Linked DNA regions of Mus musculus: all the other regions are linked to region 3. A link is a contact called in public promoter capture Hi-C data. All regions are on one chromosome and are shown on one strand. The core of a region is the stretch at or near the end of the contact, and the rest is flanking DNA. Distances in the headings are between cores, read along the strand shown.

Region 1 (3,406 bases), core at 715-3,214, 560 kb after region 3:
ACAGGATGCCCTCTGGCCTCCACATACACACACCCCATACCCACACATAATCTCAGAAGTTAGTCTTGACTCTTTTCTCTTATAAACGACATCCAAATTACTAGTAAATCCTGTTGGCTTCATCTTCAAACCTTATCTAAAGGCATCAATTTCCCTCTTCATCCTCTTCTACTGATCTGGATTATTGCAACAGTCTTCCCTTGGTCTTCCTGCTCATATCTTTACTTCCCTACAACTAACAAGCAGCCAAAAATCCTGTTAAGAACTCTTGCAGCTCTAAACTCTCCCACTTCACTCAGGATAACCACCAGAATATCTTCCATGGACAACAATTTCCTAAACAATTTCCGTCTCCCATATAAACCTCATCAGCAAGCATGCCTTGACTTCACTCTTACTGTTTCCAGATGCTTTTCCAACATATTGCACAGCTCTCCCCTTCCCCAATTCAATTTTTTTTTGTTGTTGTTCAGATTCATTATGGTGAGACTTTTTTCTGTTATGTTTAAAATAGAAACTGTGCCTCCGTTTTTTATACTTTTTTTTTTAAACGGGTTCATGAGACAAGACTCACACTACAGCCCTAACTGGCCTGGAACTTACTCTAACCCAGGCCTGCTTCAAATCTCAATTCTCCCTGCCTCCTCAGCGCTGGGATAACAGACAATGTCCACTGCTCAGCTCCCTGGCTATGCTTTTTTCTTTAATCTGCTCTGGTATATGCACGAGCGTTTTGCACTTTGAGCATACCTGGTACACAGGAAGGCCAGAAGAGGTTGTGTAATCCCCTGGAACTGAAGTCACCTAATGTGGGTATAGAACCCAGGCCTTCTGCGAGTATAAGTGCTCTTCAGCATTGAGCTATCTTTCCACCTGTTCCCTAGCTAAAAGCCCTTCCAACCCCTGCTGTATTTTTCTTCAGGATATTTTTCATTATTGGACACGGTATTATAAATATTTTACTTGCCAATTTCCCAAGACTTGAATGTAACCTCTGAGAAGAGGGATTTTCATTGGTTCATGTTACCCACTCTCATACTCTGACCAATTTCTACCAACTGTCGGCTTTCAATAAATATTTGCTCAATTAATATCATGCTATATTCAGCGCTCGTTGATAGATCTGCTCTCTCTCTCTGTGGATTAGGTGCTTTCTGCCGTCCGTGACAAAATTCACTCGAGTCTCCAGCACCTGACATGAGTACTTCAAACATGGTTAAGCACTGATTTTTAAACGAATGAGCCAACAGGAGAGCTCTGAGAACTACCTGCAGTCTATCACACTAAGTCCCTATGATTCTCAGACTACGTCCCAGATTATAAACTACCCCAAGGAAAAGTGAAGTTGCAATACCATATTCCCACGCCCTCACACTTGTCCTCTGTGGTCCCAACAACCAAGGGAGACAATGAGTAACGGTCGGCATTTGAACACTGGGTTGACAAGTCCGAAGGAGGCAGTTGTGACCTGATTTAAGATCAAAGAAAGCGGCTCGCCTCCAAACAGAAACACTGTCCTAGAAGAGACCAGTGACGCGGGGGAAGGCAGGGCCCCTGGGAACACAGCCCTGGAGAAGGGTTACTTCTTTGACAGCTAAGGAACCGCGTCGGACCACCAAAGGCGCTAAGCGCCCACTTCATCCGCCTTCGCGCCCCCGGGTGGCACCCACTGGGCCGGGTGCCCGCGAGCGCACGTGCGCGCAAGTCCCTGAAGCTTCCGCGCCCCACTCACCTGGCCGGGTCCCGCGGGAACCTGAAGAAGGCCAGGTCAGACTGCGTGCTCTTCCGTGTGCAGTTGGGGGCAGCGCAGAAGTTCGGCATGGTCGTCCGGCCGCCGGCCGGTCCAGCCCTCCCCTCCCCGCCTCGTCAGGGCAGCGCGGCCGCCCCGCGGGGCCGGGGAGGGGAGCTGGGCCGGCCGGCCGGCTCCGCAAGGCCGCGCGCGGAGGAGGGGCTGGCGCGCGAAGCCGCGAGGGGCAGGAGGGGCGCGCGGGCCGAGGCTGGGCTGGGGCCGCGGCTCCACAGTGCTGTGTGCGGCCGGGAGGATTTACCGCCGCCGCCGCCGCTGCTGCACCTCCAGCCCGCCCGGGACGCTACCGCCTCCTTCCCACAATGCACCCTGGCGCTGGAGGGTGCCCTCTCTTCCCTCAGCTATCCGCCCCCGCCCTCTTCGCAGGCGACCGTCCCTGCGGGCGGGCATGCGCACTCGAGAGGGTCGGGCCAGCTGCGTAGTCTCAATGCACATGCGCACAACCCAACCCGCGCAAGGAAGGAATTGCGCATGCGCTGTAGTCTCCCCGGGACTGGCGAGCGCAACCCCGGGTTATTCGGGTAGGTTTGCTGTGTGCGGGTTCCTGCAGATCCAGGGCAAGCTAGAACGTTACTTCACGGCTGCGTCTGCCCGGCTTGTGTAAAAGTTGTCACGGTTCATGCGTCCATTGCGTGAGTCACCGTAGACTCTTAAAGGCAACAGATTCGGGATGACCCTTGCGATTGCTTTGAAACAACTCGCGGGTTGAACGCAAACATGAGTTGTAGAGGATTTAATTTTTAACCCGTTTTGCCTTCCGGTTACTCTGTGACCGAATTAGTGCTAGATTGCTAGCCGCACACCTTGACTAGACGCTAGGGTAAAAGCTCAGAAAAGCAGTAACTTCCTTGGTGGTTTCCAGAGAGGCAGGAATAGTGCAATGATTAGGCCAGCAGCACCCTAGAGATTTTTACCTCAGGCTTCTCACAGTCCTGGCCTGATAACGTTCCTGTATGGTTTTGTTTCAAAATGAGTGGCCGCTATTTAGAACAAAGTATCAAATTTTGCGTAAAATCGAACACGTCTGCAAGTAAGACCCACCACTTTTGAAAGAAGCGTATGGGGGTGAAGTGGTGTCGAGGGCTTGAGTATTTGACTGGCACAAAAGGTTTAAAGAAGGGTGGGAAAATGTCTGAGATGATCCATGAAGTAGTCGTCCAGTCACCCACAGAACGGATGCAAATATCCAAAAGGTCACGGACTTTGTGTGAACAAGCAGTTAACAGTGAGAAGGATGGCTGAAGAAATTACATTTAGAGAAAGAAACCATTAGATTCATTCTGAAAGGAAACCTGAACACGAGAAAAACGTCTGTCAAAGCTATAGCAAGTATTTTGAAGGATCAGCCTGAACTTGGGGAAATTTGAGTGTCCATCTGGTCATTCAAAGGAAATTAAGAACGCTAGTTTATAGGTGAGGGAAAAGAGGACAAGTTCTGAGATGTGGAGTTAGCTGCAGCAGAGTGCTGATGAGGAAATGGCTCTGCCTGTGTAGAATCCCAGAAGTCGGGCCCCTGCCAGCCACCTTCTGCAGGGAGCATGCTCAGAGAGTAGGAGATCTGACGACTGCTACGGTATCAGACATGGAGATGCAGCGTTT
Region 2 (3,249 bases), core at 535-3,034, 610 kb before region 3:
CCCCACTTCCAGCACTATTCCCCAATTCTTGTGTGCAGTGACTCTCAGGTAGTGACAAAGCCTTCATTCCCTTGTTAAAAAAAAAGTGGCCCTTGAGCCTTTATCAAAGTCAAAAGAGGTAAGAAAGTATGAGGCTATGCAAGGCAGACTTTCTGTATTTTCTATCCCAAGGTTCTGAGAACTAGAGATGTGCATGGGGTGTGCCCGCGCCTCTAGTGTGCTGTTGAATCCACGGGGGCCTTGTGTGCCCATCCTCATCTTCAGGTCAAGGGACTACCCCAGTCCGCTGGGACCAACCTCGCTTACTGAGGTCAGGGTATGCTTTGGTATTGGTCCACATAGTCTCTAGCTCACTGCACCCTGCTTTAAAGCTGGATTCAAGCTCTCTAAACACCTAAGGAGATATATCTCCCATGAAACTCTTCCTCCTATGATACTCCGTTTAAACTCACTTTTCTATAGATTCCTCTGAATATGAATGACCCTTGGCACTTACATTCCAGGGTCATACACCTTGGCCATAATTACCTGTCTGCCATCAGTACCACTAACACTATTACCTTCACCACCATCACCACCACCATCCTCCTCCTCATCATCATTATCATTGTCATCATCATCATCACCACCACCACCATCACCACCATCTTCTCCAGAGGCCAGAAGCAAGAAGCAAGAGCCTAGCAGTGAAGGCCCAGAGAACCTTTGTCCAAAGTCATAATCTGTCGAGATGCCTATACTCATTCTTACAGGGGAACAGGTAGGATCAAAAACTTCCTACCTCCAACTTACTTCCAATGTCTTGAAGTCTCCATATTTCACGTAGACCATCTTGATGCCATTGAACGCAAGCTCCAGTTCCTTTAGAACTGGAAATGTGTGAAAGACATCTACATGGAAACGGGGGGGGGGGGAGAGAAAGAGAATAAGAGAGGATCTTGAGCTTGGAAAGGCTTACAGAGGAAGATGCTAATGATCATTCACTGAGCTTCCAGCTGTGGGCGATGCTTTATGTTGCAGACCTCAGATCTCTAACCATAAGGTTGGAGAGATGGTTTGGAGGTTAAGAGAATTCCCTGCTCTTGCAGAGTATAGTTCAGTTCCCAGCGTCCACCCTGGGTGGCTTCCAACTGCCTGTTACTTCATCTCTAGGGGATTCCAAGAAAAATTTAAACCTCTAGCTACTTCACTAACAAGAATCCATTCATCCTATCACTGAGGAAATGACATCTCTGGAAGGCTAAGTGACTTATTTGAAATAAGGTGGCTGGTAACTGGGAAAACTAAGGCTCGAATGTTAAGTCTGTTCAAATGGAAGGCCTGTCCATTTAAAACTGATATATATTATTTTCTCTTCCCAATCCAGGGGCCAACCTAAGGGTCTTGTGCATGCTAGGCAAACTCTCTACCACTGAGCCACACTCCTAGATAACCTCTGATTAGAGATGCTAACATGCTTACCCCAAATAGTCAAACATCACGGGGAAAAATGTTCCTTTAATCCCAACATTTAGTGTCAACTGTTCAAAATTTTATGTATATACCTAATATTTTTCTCATGTATGTATTGAAATACAGTTTTCTTCTTATAAAAACAGAATACATGCTGTACAGTGGCTTTTCTCCTTTCACAGTTTGATGTGAAGATTATTCCAGGTTAAACTTGTCCAGCATCTTAGTTATCTTTCTAGTATAGACATGCACTCGCTTTTCCTGTTGGTAGTGTGTAACCTATGTGGGAGGGAGGTAATCAAGGACTCCTTCTTGCATGACAACTGGATCTTAGATTCACTTTCTAGGCCTGTTTCCCTGGTAACCTAAAGCACATGCTATGGTAACTGTGTTACTAGGCAACTATTGCTTGTGGTAAAAATGACTGCAGAGTGGAAAATTATGTCTGGACCAGGAGAAGGTATAAATTATAAATGCCCGAAGGGGGTGCTTCTCTTTAAGTGGTGACTCCTAGAATCAGACATGTCCTTCATGGGTATTCTGTAATATAGACCTATGGAATGGCACATTGGTTCCTGTGTTGATGAGATTTCCAAACAAGGGTGATCCCTGCATTTACCCAATGAGAGTTTCTGTCCAGCACCCAGGGTGACTCTTGGCTAGTGGACAACCCTGCAAGAGAGTCAACCATGGGAACTCCACTGTAGGACTCCTGAAATCCTACAGGAACACAATGTAGAATCACTTAGAAGCTTCTAAGTGAACCTGGTGTACTATGTAGCCTACAAGAGCTTGAGAGTCAGGAGGCTCAGTAAGGTCAAATAAGACACTGACTGGGGGAATTCCCTTGGGTAAGTCTCTTTCTGTGGAATATATTCCTAGAAACAGAACTACTAAAGGCAGTGACTATCTCAACTTTTAAAAGATTTATTTATTTACTTATTTATTATATGTATATGTTCCTGTGTGACACTGTGTGCAGTAAGTATGTGCAGAAGCCAATGAAAGTGAGAAGAGGTCACTGGATCCTCTGGAACTGGAGTTACAGGTGGCTGTGAGTGGCCCCCATGGGTGCTAGAAATTGAACCCAGGTCCTCTGCAAGAGCAGCAAATACTCTTAACAGCTGAGCCAGATCTCCAGCCTCATCTTAAATTTTAAGAGACATTGCCAAATTTCCTTTAAGGACTCACACAACTTTCTTATATTTGACTTTCACCGAGAGTCTCCCTTGACTACGCAGGGCTGGCTGTGGTTAGCATCTTTCATACTTGCCAATATTTGATGGACATAAAACTGTGTACTGGTGTTATAGGTGGCTGTGAGTGACCCCCATGTTTTTGTCCTTAATGAAGCTGGGCATTTATCAGGCCTTTTGGCCTGTTTATACCAAGGCATTCCTAGCAGAATACACTTTCTTCTAAGGCAAGGATCTTATTAGATGCTTTGATGGACGCTATCCTCCAACTCATTGAAACAAACTCATTGACACACCCCTTCTAGAACTGTCTCTGGGTATCCCCAGCCTCATCCCTGCCCCTGTGATTCCCATCTCTTCCCAGATCACTCTCTCAATCCCCTTCACTCCCCATCTCAAGCTTCATTCCCCTCCCATGGAAAACCCCTCCTCTCTGAGATTCCCTGGTTAAAAGCCTTCCACGCCTCTTCTGTCTAGAGGACTAAGCTCAACTCTCAAAGCCCTTGATAATCAAGCCCTTGCCAGTGCATCTAGCCTCAGTTTTTCTCCCCATGTATGCCTTGTATACAATCTTCCCAACAAGGCAGTATCATTCCACAGC
Region 3 (3,465 bases), core at 840-3,339:
CACAAAAAACAAGCTGGGAAAACCAGTGTGGAAACTGTTAAGGGCTTTCCGACAGGGTGGGGCAGTAAAGTCTGGGTTGAAAGGGTTCTGGAATGTGGCTGAAGAGGGTGTGGTCTGGCCCTGGAGAAGAAGCTGAATGCGAAGCTTTCGGTGTGGGGGTAGAATGGGTGGTCCTCGCGAGGGGATGAGGGTGACCAGCATCACCTGCTGCCCCAGTCTCACCTGTAAGAGCTGCTTACTGTACTCGCCACCTCCTCCCGGATTTGCCTGTTGAGGGCATCTGCCACCGCGCGCCCCTTGCCTCCTTCAGGCCCTGTGCCTTGGGCATGGGCAGCGGGTGTCTGTTCGTGCCCCTCCGAGCGACGCACCATCCAGGCCGGCCCCGCCTTCCTCCTCGTGTCGCGCTCGTCTGCACCAGATGCCTTTCCAGCTGCGGGGCCGCCCTCCTGGGTCTGAGACTGGGCGGGTGGCAGCGGCGTCTCCTCGTGCCCTTCCGTGCGAGTCACCATCCACGCGGGTCCAGCCTTCCTGCGTGTGTCACGCTGATCTGCACCGGACGCCTTTCCAGCTGCAGGACCACCCTCCTGGGTCTGGGATTGGGCTGGGGGCAGAGGCTTCTCTTCGTGCCCTTCGCTGCGAGTCACCATCCATGCTGGCCCTGCCTTCCTGCGTGTGTCACGCTGATCTGCACCGGACGCCTTTCCAGCTGCAGGACCACCCTCCTGGGTCTGGGATTGGGCTGGGGGCAGAGGCTTCTCTTCGTGCCCTTCGTTGCGAGTCACCATCCATGCTGGCCCTGCCTTCCTACGTGTGTCGCGCTGGTCTACACCGGACGCCTTTCCTGCCGCCAGCACCCCGGCTCCTCCAGCACCCTCCGGGTCCCGGGCATCAGCAGAAAGTTGCATGGGCCCGCGCTCTTGGCTCTGAGGCCGACGCTTGGGCACCCCGAGAACAGGTTGGGAAGGCTGCGAAGTCGCAGGGATTTGCACCGGCTTGGGGATCCAGGGATGGTCCCCGCGCCGGGGCAGCGGCCAGGCGCGGAAGTCCTTCTGGTACTGGGTCTCGCGCTCGAAGGGCGCGTCGGACGGCTGGTACTCGCTGCGCGGCCGGCAGCTTGGCTCGGGCCGCTGCACTTTCCAGGCGCGGTAGTCCTGTCGCATCACCGAGTCCGCGGGGCCTGAGCCGGAAGTGGAGGCTGAGGCCGCGCCCAAGCCCAGCCCGCTCCGGCCGGGGGCGGCTACAGTCTCGCGGTCGACGCTGGGCCCGGGCGCAGGCCCTGTTGCCCGGGCAACTGCATCCGACTCTCCCTGGGCTGGCTGCGTCTCTATGGCGACAGCACGCGAGGGGGGCGCTAACGCGGGCTGCAGCGGAGCTGGCGGCTGCGGAGGGGCGCCTGGGTGTTCGGTGGCCTCCGAGTACTTGGTGAAAACCAGCGGCACCGCAATGTCCGCCTTGTCCAGCTGGTTCCAGAAGCGGGCGATGCAGCAGGCCCTTGTGATGCACGGCCACGCCATGTTAGCCACAAAGCCTTTTTGTGGTCCTAAATCAAATCTCCAATCTCCCTTTAACCCCAACCCAGACCCGCCAATGTGGTTCCCACCGCTTCCTTCCCTTAGAAGCCCTTTGCCTCGTCCTCCACCCTCAAAGAGCACCCGGGGACAAGGTACCGCTGAGATAAAGTCCGTAAAGTCCCTCGATTGCCGGCTGCAAACGCCTGCTGCAGAGGAGCTGCTGTGGGCAGTGAAGAATAGGAGCGAGGCTCAGCGTCCCAGAGTCCAGGCCTAGGGCGTCTGGGCGCGCCCTCTCTGCGACTGCGGTGTCTAGCAGACCCCGGCAGAGCAAGGAGATGCTTGGCAAAGAGGCTGTGGGCTTAAGCCATGGCGCAGGGAAGGATCCGCAAGCAGGCTTTTATCTCCTTTCCGTCTGGTTCAGCCGGCCGCCTAGCGAGGCTTGGCAGCGGTCACCTCCAACCCAGACAGAGCAGAGAGCAAAACGGCCTCTATCTATACCCCCGGTGATGCCGCAGCCGCTGCCGCTGTCGTCTTCTGCTGCAGAGAGGCGGCCCCACCCTTTTTTGCGGCTCAGCAAGGGAGGTGGGGTGATCAAGAAAAGATGCTGAGAGTATGCGCGCTGCAGAAAAAAAAAAAAAAATCACCTGCTGTCGTCAGGGCGCGCAGCTGAGAGGTTGCCCTCTCCCTGTCCCCTCCTCCCTTCTCTCTGGCAGCTCCTCCCTTCTCTGTTCCCAGGCAACAGCAGAACTGGGTCCTTGATAGGTTCAAGTCCCAAGCTCCTGAGGACTTGCTGTCCTTGAGTTGCCAGCTTCATGTCCTAGAACCGAGTCTCCTCTCTTTCGTAAAATCGCCCCAACCAATGAATACTAATTTTTTAAGTGTAAGACCGCCCCGCCTCCATGAAATGTCTGTTTCAGACTAGATGCTTTGGCTTCTTTTAAAAATCTTTTTTACTTTTTTTTTTTTTTTTTTGGTTTTTGGCTTTTGTTTTTTCGAGACAGGGTTTCTCTCTGTAGTCTTGGCTGTCCTGGAACTCAGTCTGTAGACCAGGCTGGCCTTGAACTCAGAAAAGCCGCCTGCCTTTGCCTCCCAAGTGCTGGGATTAAAGGCGTGCGCCACCTTTTAATTATGTGCTTTTGTCTGTGTGTGGGTATATGCACATGGGCTCTGGTGCCTGCTGAGGCCAGAGGGTCAGAAGTAGATTTCCCTGGTGCTGTGCAGGCGACTATGAGCTCCCACCCCACCCCCATGTGAATGCTGGGACCCGGACTTGGGTCCTCTGGAACACCAATACAAGTTTTTAACCACTCAGCCCCTGAATAGATACTTTAAAAGGGAGAGCTGCAGTTAATTGGTCAGCTATCAGGCTGTACTTATGCTCCGTGTTGCTGGTTCTTGACCTAAGCCTATGTGTACAGGGCTTCCCCAGTTGTATGAGATTGGGAGAGGCCGGCCTGGGAGAGGCCGGCCTAGCCATACTCTGGCTGTTCCTTCTTTAAGCAACTGGGAAGCAGTGAGTCTACTCTCCCAGGATAAAATTGGTTCTTCTCCAGCCCAGATGCTGCACTGGGGGAAAGGGAGAAAAAGGAAGATTCTGGAAAGAGACCCAAGGGAGGAGGTAAGCGGCTGGATGAGAGACAGTTCCCTAGGAAAAGGGAGACCTCTTTGAGGGGATTCTCGGTTGTGTTTCTGCCTTCTTTTCTACTTTGGGGTTGAACAGATTTTGGAATCTAATGGACCTGCTTTGGCTCTGATACTCTCTTTGTGACTTGGGTTGTCTCTGGGCTGCAGTCCCCTGGGTCGGGGCGGGGGGTGGGGGGGTGGGGGGGGAGGGGTAGTAGAGCTAATAAATGCCTCGGGGTGGTTTCATGAGGAAAGTTAAGCACCCAGAGCAGAAGCCTGGAGTCCATACTCAGGGATTTGGATCCTGGCTTCTGCACTTTTGGCTCTAAGG
Region 4 (3,528 bases), core at 533-3,032, 590 kb before region 3:
CCATTTAAGGACTTCCCACCCATTTGTCTCCATTTTGAGGACCAGGCTTGATTTCCAAAAAGCCATAAGACACCAGCTTCAGGAATAGACCATAAGTCCCAGAAAGTAGGTCATAAGGCACCAGCTCTAGGAACAGACCATAAAATCCAGAACAAGATCAGAAAACCCTCTCCCAAAGAACAGCCTGGAGATAACCACAAAAATAGGAAAATATCTGATCTCAGAATGGGCCATTTGCACTGGTCAGCCCTATTTCATCACACGATTGAATGCTCATGACATGGGAATGTAGACTTCTGATCACCTATGACCCCCCCCACCCCCACCCCCAGCACCTACCAATGAAATTTTAGATCACCTAATCCTTCTAGAGAGTTCCCTCAGTTCTCTATAAGAAGGCCTGCATGCGTTTATCTGGGGTCACCATTTCAAAGAATGGTTGGCCCCTGCATGCTGGTGTTTCTGCAGAATAAATGCTCTTTGTTTTTGTATACTCTCTGAGCCTGGGGTCTTCTTTCAGTGATTTTTGGACCCTTACAACTGGAGTGGCCAGGAATTGCTTAATCGAGGATGAAATCTAATCTGCTATTCTTTAGTGATCATGTGAACATAGCCTTGCCAAGAACATTTTGTCTCTTTCATTCAGAGGTATATTCTAAGTGTGTAGAACAGGACTGAGTACATGCTAAGCGATTCAGAGGCTGGGCATGGTATTATACACCTTTGGTTCCAGCACTAAGGAGTCAGAGGTAGGTGGATCTCTGGGAGTTTGAAGCCAATTTGTCTACACAGTGAGTTTCAGGACAGCTAGACCTAATGGTGAGACCCTGTCTCAGAAAAACAAAACAAAATGTCTAGCGAATTCAGTATCTGGCGGATCATCTGTACACATATGGAAAATATGTAGGTATAAAAACTAAATAATGCAATGTAATATGGCATAAAGTGATATTACTATGAGATATCCCAGGTCTATTTTCCTTATATGCCTTAGTTTCAGTGTCAAGTTTTTTTGGTGCTCAATATTTTTTTCTCTCAATATTTATAAAAATCACATTGTCAAACTGGAAACATGCTTTTAAGTTTAAAAAACTAAAAAGTTGGTTTTAAGTGTGTTCTGACTTATGCTCTCTGGCTTCTGAAAAATTCCTTTTCTTGTCTATACAGCATTATCCTGAGACAGACACAGAATGGGTGGATGTAAGTGCATGTAGGGCACTGCCTAGCACACAGTAGGCACTCAATAAATGATAGTTCTACAGGAAACATTACTAACAGCTGAGATTATGGTTACTTCGGAGAGAATAATCGAGCTGATATTCTACCTTCAGGGACAGAAAGGGGTGAAGAGCAGGCTCTACCTCCCTTCTTAGGACACAACATCTGGGGCTGGAAAGACTCATAATTCAAGCAAAATTAAGTTTCCAGCCACACCTGCCTTCGGCGTCGTTTCCGCCTCCGAAGAGCCCGCGGAGGCGATGTCCCTGTCAGGCGGAGTGCACGCCTGCAAGCCTCACGGGAATCTCGGAGTCGCTCCACGGTGGCGCTTGCCACAGCCTTCCCCACCCACTCCTTAGTAACCGCGAGGATGTGGCTAGCAACGGAGGCGGCAACCGGCGACGGCAGATTCTAACTACAAGTCCCGTCAAGCCCCGCGGCCTCTTTCAGCCCTCATCAGCACACCAGACTACGGATCCCGATGGGCTCTGCGCTGCCTATCACATGAGCAGCTTCAGCCAATCGGCTTCGGACAAGTCGTATGGGAGGGAGACACGGAGGGAGACAAGATGGCAGCGTCGGCGTCGCAGGGTGGGAGAAGCGGCGGTGGCGGAGGCAGTAGTGGGGCTGGCGGCGGCCCCAGCTGCGGGACAAGCAGCAGCCGCAGTGGTTTGTTGGATAAGGTGAGGAGCTTAGTCCTGGGGACAATCTAGAGCCCGGGGAATGCCCAGGAGCTGGTGAGCCCAGCTTCCCATCCCCACCCCCTTATTTTCTGTGGCTCCTTGAGCGCTCCTCCGTAGCACACGAACGCACACTTGTAACTTGCCCTCTCTACACGTTGGAAAACAATCCTTCCCTTTAGTCGTCTCTTTAAGCAAGTGCTGCTGGTCCCTAACCGCCACCGCAGCTTCTCGTAATTATGGCAATATTTCACCATAATGATCACGTTTCTATTGTGCTAGGAGGGCCACTCTTGAAAATGCCCATAACATCAACGTGGAAAATGGAACTTCTAAAGAAATTGAAAGAATCTCCTCGAAGTCAGTATTCCCCAAACCCTTCCACCATCATCCTCGCGTGTTGCTACAGAGCCCAAAGAGTTCCTTGGCCTTTAAAGTTTTTAAGGGTTTTTTTTTTTTTTTTGGTTTCTTTTAATTTTTTCATGATATGTCAAATAATGAAATATTCGTATGTTGACTTCCCTTGCTGGTCTGATAGGAAGCCTTAAGATTCTTTGTCCCTCTTGGGTTCCCTGCCTTTCTCTTCCCCTGCGTGGCCTTTTCTGTCTGTACCAGCTGACTGCTTTCCACTCTGCCTACACAATTTCTAAAGAATTTCACGTCCTTGTCCATAAGGGCTTAAAGGAAAGAGTCAGGGGAGGAACGCTGCTCCTGGATTGACCATCTTGCCCCTTGCACAGCAACTTGCAAGAGACAGTTGCCTGAAAAACGGGCCTGGCATTAGTTTTGCCTCTAGCTCTGTGTCCTAAAATGTGCCTGTTCTCCTTATTGCCTTCCTTATTCTGTAGAATGAGGGGTTTAGTCCAGCATACCTTCTGGCCCCCTTCCAGGGTTGTCCTTCCCAGCTGATGTGATGAGGGTGAAGCATGGTGCTTTCATATAGTAAACCACTTTTCTTGAAACATTTTAATCGAAATGCTCTATTACTCCTCTGTGTGGAACAGATGGCTAGGGCTTAAGAGATGGATGCCTGATCATCCCGCATTTGTGTAGCTTCCTACATGGTAGGCAGCACTCCACCACTGACCCACGTCCCCAGTTCCCCTTGTCTTTTGGAGGGTCCTTAGAGTCAAGTTTGAGACAGGGTCTTGCTGTGTAGCTAAGCTGGCCTGGACTGGAACTGGCTTTGTGCAGGATCCAGGGACCAAACTCGGCTTGTAAGCCTTGAGCCATCTGTCTGGTCCTCAAGTCTTTCTTGAGGAAAGAATATGATAGTGCTTAAGATTTCTTAGTAGGCTTACTAGAAGGGTTTAAGTAAACTTAGTGAAAGGTAGGGTTAGACTGGAGAAAGTTACTTAGGAGTGGAATGTAAAGAGACTATATAAAGTGACTTGAGGAAGGTTATTTACATAGCTCAATGAACTAGACCCAATAATAGTGTATAGTATATACTATACACTAATATATAGGATTTCTTAGAAGGGTAAGTTTGAATTCTAGTGTAGCATAAAAAGCCCTGGATGACTGCTCATTACTGAACTTGTATTTCTTTACCACAATAAGCATTGTAGGTATTCTCATTATAGGCTCATTATAAAGATCAAATTATATAATACTGGTAATGTTAAGA
Region 5 (3,433 bases), core at 921-3,420, 560 kb before region 3:
ATGCTGCCATGCTTCCCACCTTGATAATGGACTGAACCTCTGAACCTGTAAGCCAGACCCAATTAAATATTGTCTTTGTAAGAGTTGCCTTGGTCATGGTGTCTCCTCACAGCAATGGAAACTCTAAGACATCACCATGTGCATGCCTGGTGTTCTCAAAAGTTAGAAGAGGTCCTGTGGAAGTGGAGTTAAGGATGTTGGTGAATCATCATGTGGGTGCGGGCACTGGGCCCTCTCAACTACTGGGGCACCTCTCTCCGGCACCATGTTCTCATAACATTAAACATTTAATCTAGTCCTTTGTAAGTTGTTATTCCCCTGCCCCCTTTTTACACGGGTTCTCAGTATGTAGCCCCAAGTCCTCTGGAACTTACTATTAAAACCCCTGCTGATTTAGAGCATGTGGTTCTCTTGCCTCTGCTTCTTCAATTCTAGGATAGGTGTGCAGCACTGCACCTAGCTGTTATTTTGCCACACATATTTGGTAGTAGGATCCTTGTTAGGTCAGCTCTTTGAGCATGGCCTTTGTTGCTTTCTTCTAGCTACCTTGTTTTCAAGTAAGACCAGATACTCAAAGCCTATGCTATACCTCTTTCCCCTGCTCTGAAATCAGCTGTTTTTCTTTGAAGTCCTAGTTACTTTTAGCAGGAAACTACTTTATTTTATTTCAGTGTTGTCAGGCTAATCTCTCATTATTTAAAAAGGAATGAAGGAAAATCCCATCCTGTTATGATCTTGTGTCTTAGGAAAGCCCATCCCTTAGAGCGTTCACTGCCGTACCCATGGTATTTGCTCAGGCTCAGGGATTCAAACTCAGTAGGAGTCAATGTTTTTCCATCCTTTAAGTTAATATTCCATCTTTCCCTTCATCTTTTGACAAATTCCTTTATGTTTTACTTGGTTCCAACAAAAAAAATGAGTTTCAATTGTTTCTCTCCATGTGAGTTCTACTTCTGAGTATCAAGTTCACTTCAAAGAAAGAAGACCCCATATTCTTACACTGGAACTAGAGGAGGCAGCCATTTGGGAGAGAAACTCCTAACATGACTGGGATGAAATAAAAGGAAGTCACTTTGCTCCTTGGTGGACAGGGCCCTGCCCCCTGGCATCCTCACAGGCAGAGGAGGAATGGGGTCCGGCCGAATCGGCCCTGCTGTGCTGCTTTCTATCTTACTGTGGTTAGACCCACACTTGGGGGTGTGATTTCTTATATTATAAGGTGAAGGGTGCTATCATACATCTTACTATTATAAGTCAAATACAAGTCACTCCCCACAGGGTAATGCCACTATGCTAAATGTCCTAGTTCATTATGTTAACCTGGTACATAAGGAACCACTGTGAATTTTGATACCAATGTACTCCACATCTTGGTTTTTATGTTTGTTTGTTTGGGTTTTTGTTTTGGTCGTGACTTTTTCATTTTCTTTTTAGTCTCCTCTGGTAGCCTTGTTGACCTGATGGGTTTTGTTTGTTTGTTTGTTTCGGTTTGTTTTTTTGTTTGTTTGTTTGTTTGTGTTGTTGTTGTTTTTTTTTAACAGTCATTTTTAGCTTTCTTTGTCCCCACCCCTGGCTGATCTCTTAGATGCTGCAGTGTGTCAAGAGGGGCCTTTTCCTCTTTTGATTTTGGTAGGTGGGGAAGAATGGGATGGTCCTTGCGTGTGATTGTGAAACAAGAGAATGGATTCAGTACTTGGTGACAGATACATGTATGTAAATGTGTGTAGACAATATACAATAAGTTATCGAAGGTACAGGAGAGTGAACCTAGGACGTTGCACCTGCTAGGCGAGTGCTCTGCCACCTAACTGGTTTCTCGGCTCTGTTTATACTTTTTTTTAAAAATCTTGCGAGAAGGGCAATTGTTCAGGGTGGCCTTAAACTCATTTTGTAGTCCAGACAGATGAAATTTAACAGTCTCTACCACACTAGCAAAGTCCACAGCCCCGCACCACCAGGCCCTGATAAATATATACATTTTGGAACCTTTTGCAAGGAGAATGTCCAGTGCTTTGTGTGAAAACACCCCCTTCCACCTTTTATCTTTTTAGGAGTCCCCTCTGAGCCTCGGAACCTTTGTTCGACAATTAGACTGTCTAGGGAAGTTTTAGGCGGTGATACCTTCCACAGACCAATCGTTAAGGGCGTGGAGAAGCAAGCAGGGCGGGCACTGCGCGGTGAAGGGGCGTGGCCTGGCCGGGGAGGTTGACACCCAGACGCTGCTCTCAGTCCTCTGGCGCCTGCTCCCCAGCGCATTCCTTCTGCTCCTGGGATATTTGTCTCATTACTGCCAGTTCTTGCGCAGCGGTCACTGGGTTCGTTTCAGCGTCTGTGGTTTCTGTCGCTGTTATCCAGTCTCCATCGCCCCAGCTCAGCTTCAGGCCTTCTTCCGAGACTCCACGGGAGAGCCCAGAGAGCCTCCGGAGCCGGTGAGCTGGGGTGAGAGTCACCCGGAATTCGGCCGGGGACTGTGGGGACCTGCATCAGGAAGGAAGACTGAGTCAGCCAGAATCAGCTAGGACCATTCTACTTTTGCTTTCTTCCATCTAAAGCCAAACTTCAGCTGTAGTTTAGAACTGTGGGAACAAACCGAGACTGTGAAGTCTTCTTACTATAGAGGAGTTGTGGGCGACCAAAAAGGTTCCAAGGTGGAATGTTTTTGATACTAGATTTGCAACTGAGTGGTCTCCCCTAAGTTTTCCTCTTCAAACAAGGCTGACTTCAGAAGTCGTGCTAAACTGTACTCTCCCCAAGAAAGAGAATAGAGAGGACTTGGTTGGAAGGTGAGAGAGTATGGAACAGTAATTAATAATCAGAATTATCTGCTAAAGCAAACAACTCCAAAGCAGACCTGTACTAGATTCTTCTCAGCCCCTAGTTCTGAGCACATAGTTTGGGTGAATCCTTTAGGTGTGACCAGGCCACTGTGTTACCACTGTCATCATTATTATTAGAATAATCATAGTGAAAATTAATGACAATTTAATTGTTGAGGTGATGGCAGAACCAAAACTGAATTGTAAAAAGGTCAGCATTCACAATAATTAAAGACATCAATTTGTATAGTGCCTTAACGTTTATAAAGCATTTTTGAATGGTCCTGATAAGTACACATTACTAACCTTTAACAAATGAGAGCCAGTCATGGGGCCTGGCTCCTGTTAATCCAAGCACTCAGGAGGCTGGGGCATGAGAATCACAAGTTCAAGACCAGCCCAGGTGCTAAGAGGAGGTTGTAATTGATAGAATAATGCAGTGCTTAATGATGGGGCTTGGTACTGAGAACACAACAATGATGTGGTTTCATTGTGAGAACTTCATCAGTGTGTATGCACATCGTATGGCTCAGCTAGGCTGTATGGAGAATATATATATATATATATATATATATATATATATATATATATATATTCCATATATATGCCTATTGCGG

The links. Promoter capture Hi-C pulls out the DNA fragments that hold promoters and counts their contacts. Capture Hi-C pulls out chosen DNA fragments and counts their contacts.
Region 1: a promoter capture Hi-C map of embryonic stem cells shows a contact between it and region 3, with 2.1 times the contacts expected there. The contact joins the promoter of Thap12 here to the promoter of Map6 in region 3. A contact is called at or near these places in 4 of 39 promoter capture datasets (embryonic stem cells, liver, second pharyngeal arch cranial neural crest and 1 more), 1 of 484 Hi-C or Micro-C datasets (embryonic stem cells), 4 of 115 datasets of contacts at active chromatin or transcription factors (astrocytes, embryonic stem cells, large pre-B cells and 1 more) and 2 of 9 other capture datasets (embryonic stem cells and liver).
Region 2: a promoter capture Hi-C map of hippocampal neurons shows a contact between it and region 3, with 3 times the contacts expected there. The contact joins the enhancer-like site here to the promoter of Map6 in region 3. A contact is called at or near these places in 4 of 39 promoter capture datasets (the C10 cell line, hippocampal neurons and liver), 1 of 115 datasets of contacts at active chromatin or transcription factors (bone marrow-derived macrophages) and 1 of 9 other capture datasets (liver).
Region 4: a contact with region 3 is called in a promoter capture Hi-C map of adipose tissue. The contact joins the promoter of Spcs2 here to the promoter of Map6 in region 3. A contact is called at or near these places in 2 of 115 datasets of contacts at active chromatin or transcription factors (bone marrow-derived macrophages and embryonic stem cells) and 1 of 9 other capture datasets (adipose tissue).
Region 5: a contact with region 3 is called in a promoter capture Hi-C map of liver, with 2.4 times the contacts expected there. The contact joins the promoter of Neu3 here to the promoter of Map6 in region 3. A contact is called at or near these places in 10 of 39 promoter capture datasets (the C10 cell line, cranial neural crest, embryonic stem cells and 5 more).

The regions. Positions count from the first base shown.
Region 1 is chr7:98,701,805-98,705,210 of GRCm38.p6, reverse strand. Thap12 (THAP domain containing 12) reads right to left here and starts at 1,964. Exons shown (of 5, transcript NM_028410.2): 1 at 1,733-1,964. The coding sequence starts at 1,821. It overlaps Gm15506 (predicted gene 15506), which reads left to right and starts at 2,283. Exons shown (of 1, transcript NR_144495.1): 1 at 2,283-3,406. It also overlaps the pseudogene LOC108167485.
Region 2 is chr7:99,877,011-99,880,259 of GRCm38.p6, reverse strand. Xrra1 (X-ray radiation resistance associated 1) reads right to left here. Exons shown (of 19, transcript NM_001164258.1): 7 at 793-890. All of the region lies in intron 4 of Gm38405 (a long non-coding RNA gene), which reads left to right. Among named protein-coding and RNA genes, the nearest start is that of Xrra1, 19 kb to the right of the region's middle. Within about 2 kb of position 1,784, at least 8 of the 459 cell types and tissues checked have an H3K27ac peak or open chromatin away from gene starts, as enhancers often do. A contact at or near this core is called in hippocampal neurons, where this site is marked.
Region 3 is chr7:99,266,071-99,269,535 of GRCm38.p6, reverse strand. Map6 (microtubule-associated protein 6) reads right to left here and starts at 2,089. Exons shown (of 3, transcript NM_001048167.1): 1 at 223-2,089. The coding sequence starts at 1,514. Gm26705 (predicted gene, 26705) reads left to right here and starts at 2,318. Exons shown (of 4, transcript NR_103487.1): 1 at 2,318-2,391; 2 at 3,065-3,129.
Region 4 is chr7:99,857,137-99,860,664 of GRCm38.p6, reverse strand. Spcs2 (signal peptidase complex subunit 2 homolog (S. cerevisiae)) reads left to right here and starts at 1,782. Exons shown (of 5, transcript NM_025668.3): 1 at 1,782-1,901. The coding sequence starts at 1,788. Xrra1 (X-ray radiation resistance associated 1) reads right to left here and starts at 1,447. Exons shown (of 19, transcript NM_001164258.1): 1 at 1,435-1,447.
Region 5 is chr7:99,827,154-99,830,586 of GRCm38.p6, reverse strand. Neu3 (neuraminidase 3) reads left to right here and starts at 2,170. Exons shown (of 3, transcript NM_016720.2): 1 at 2,170-2,429.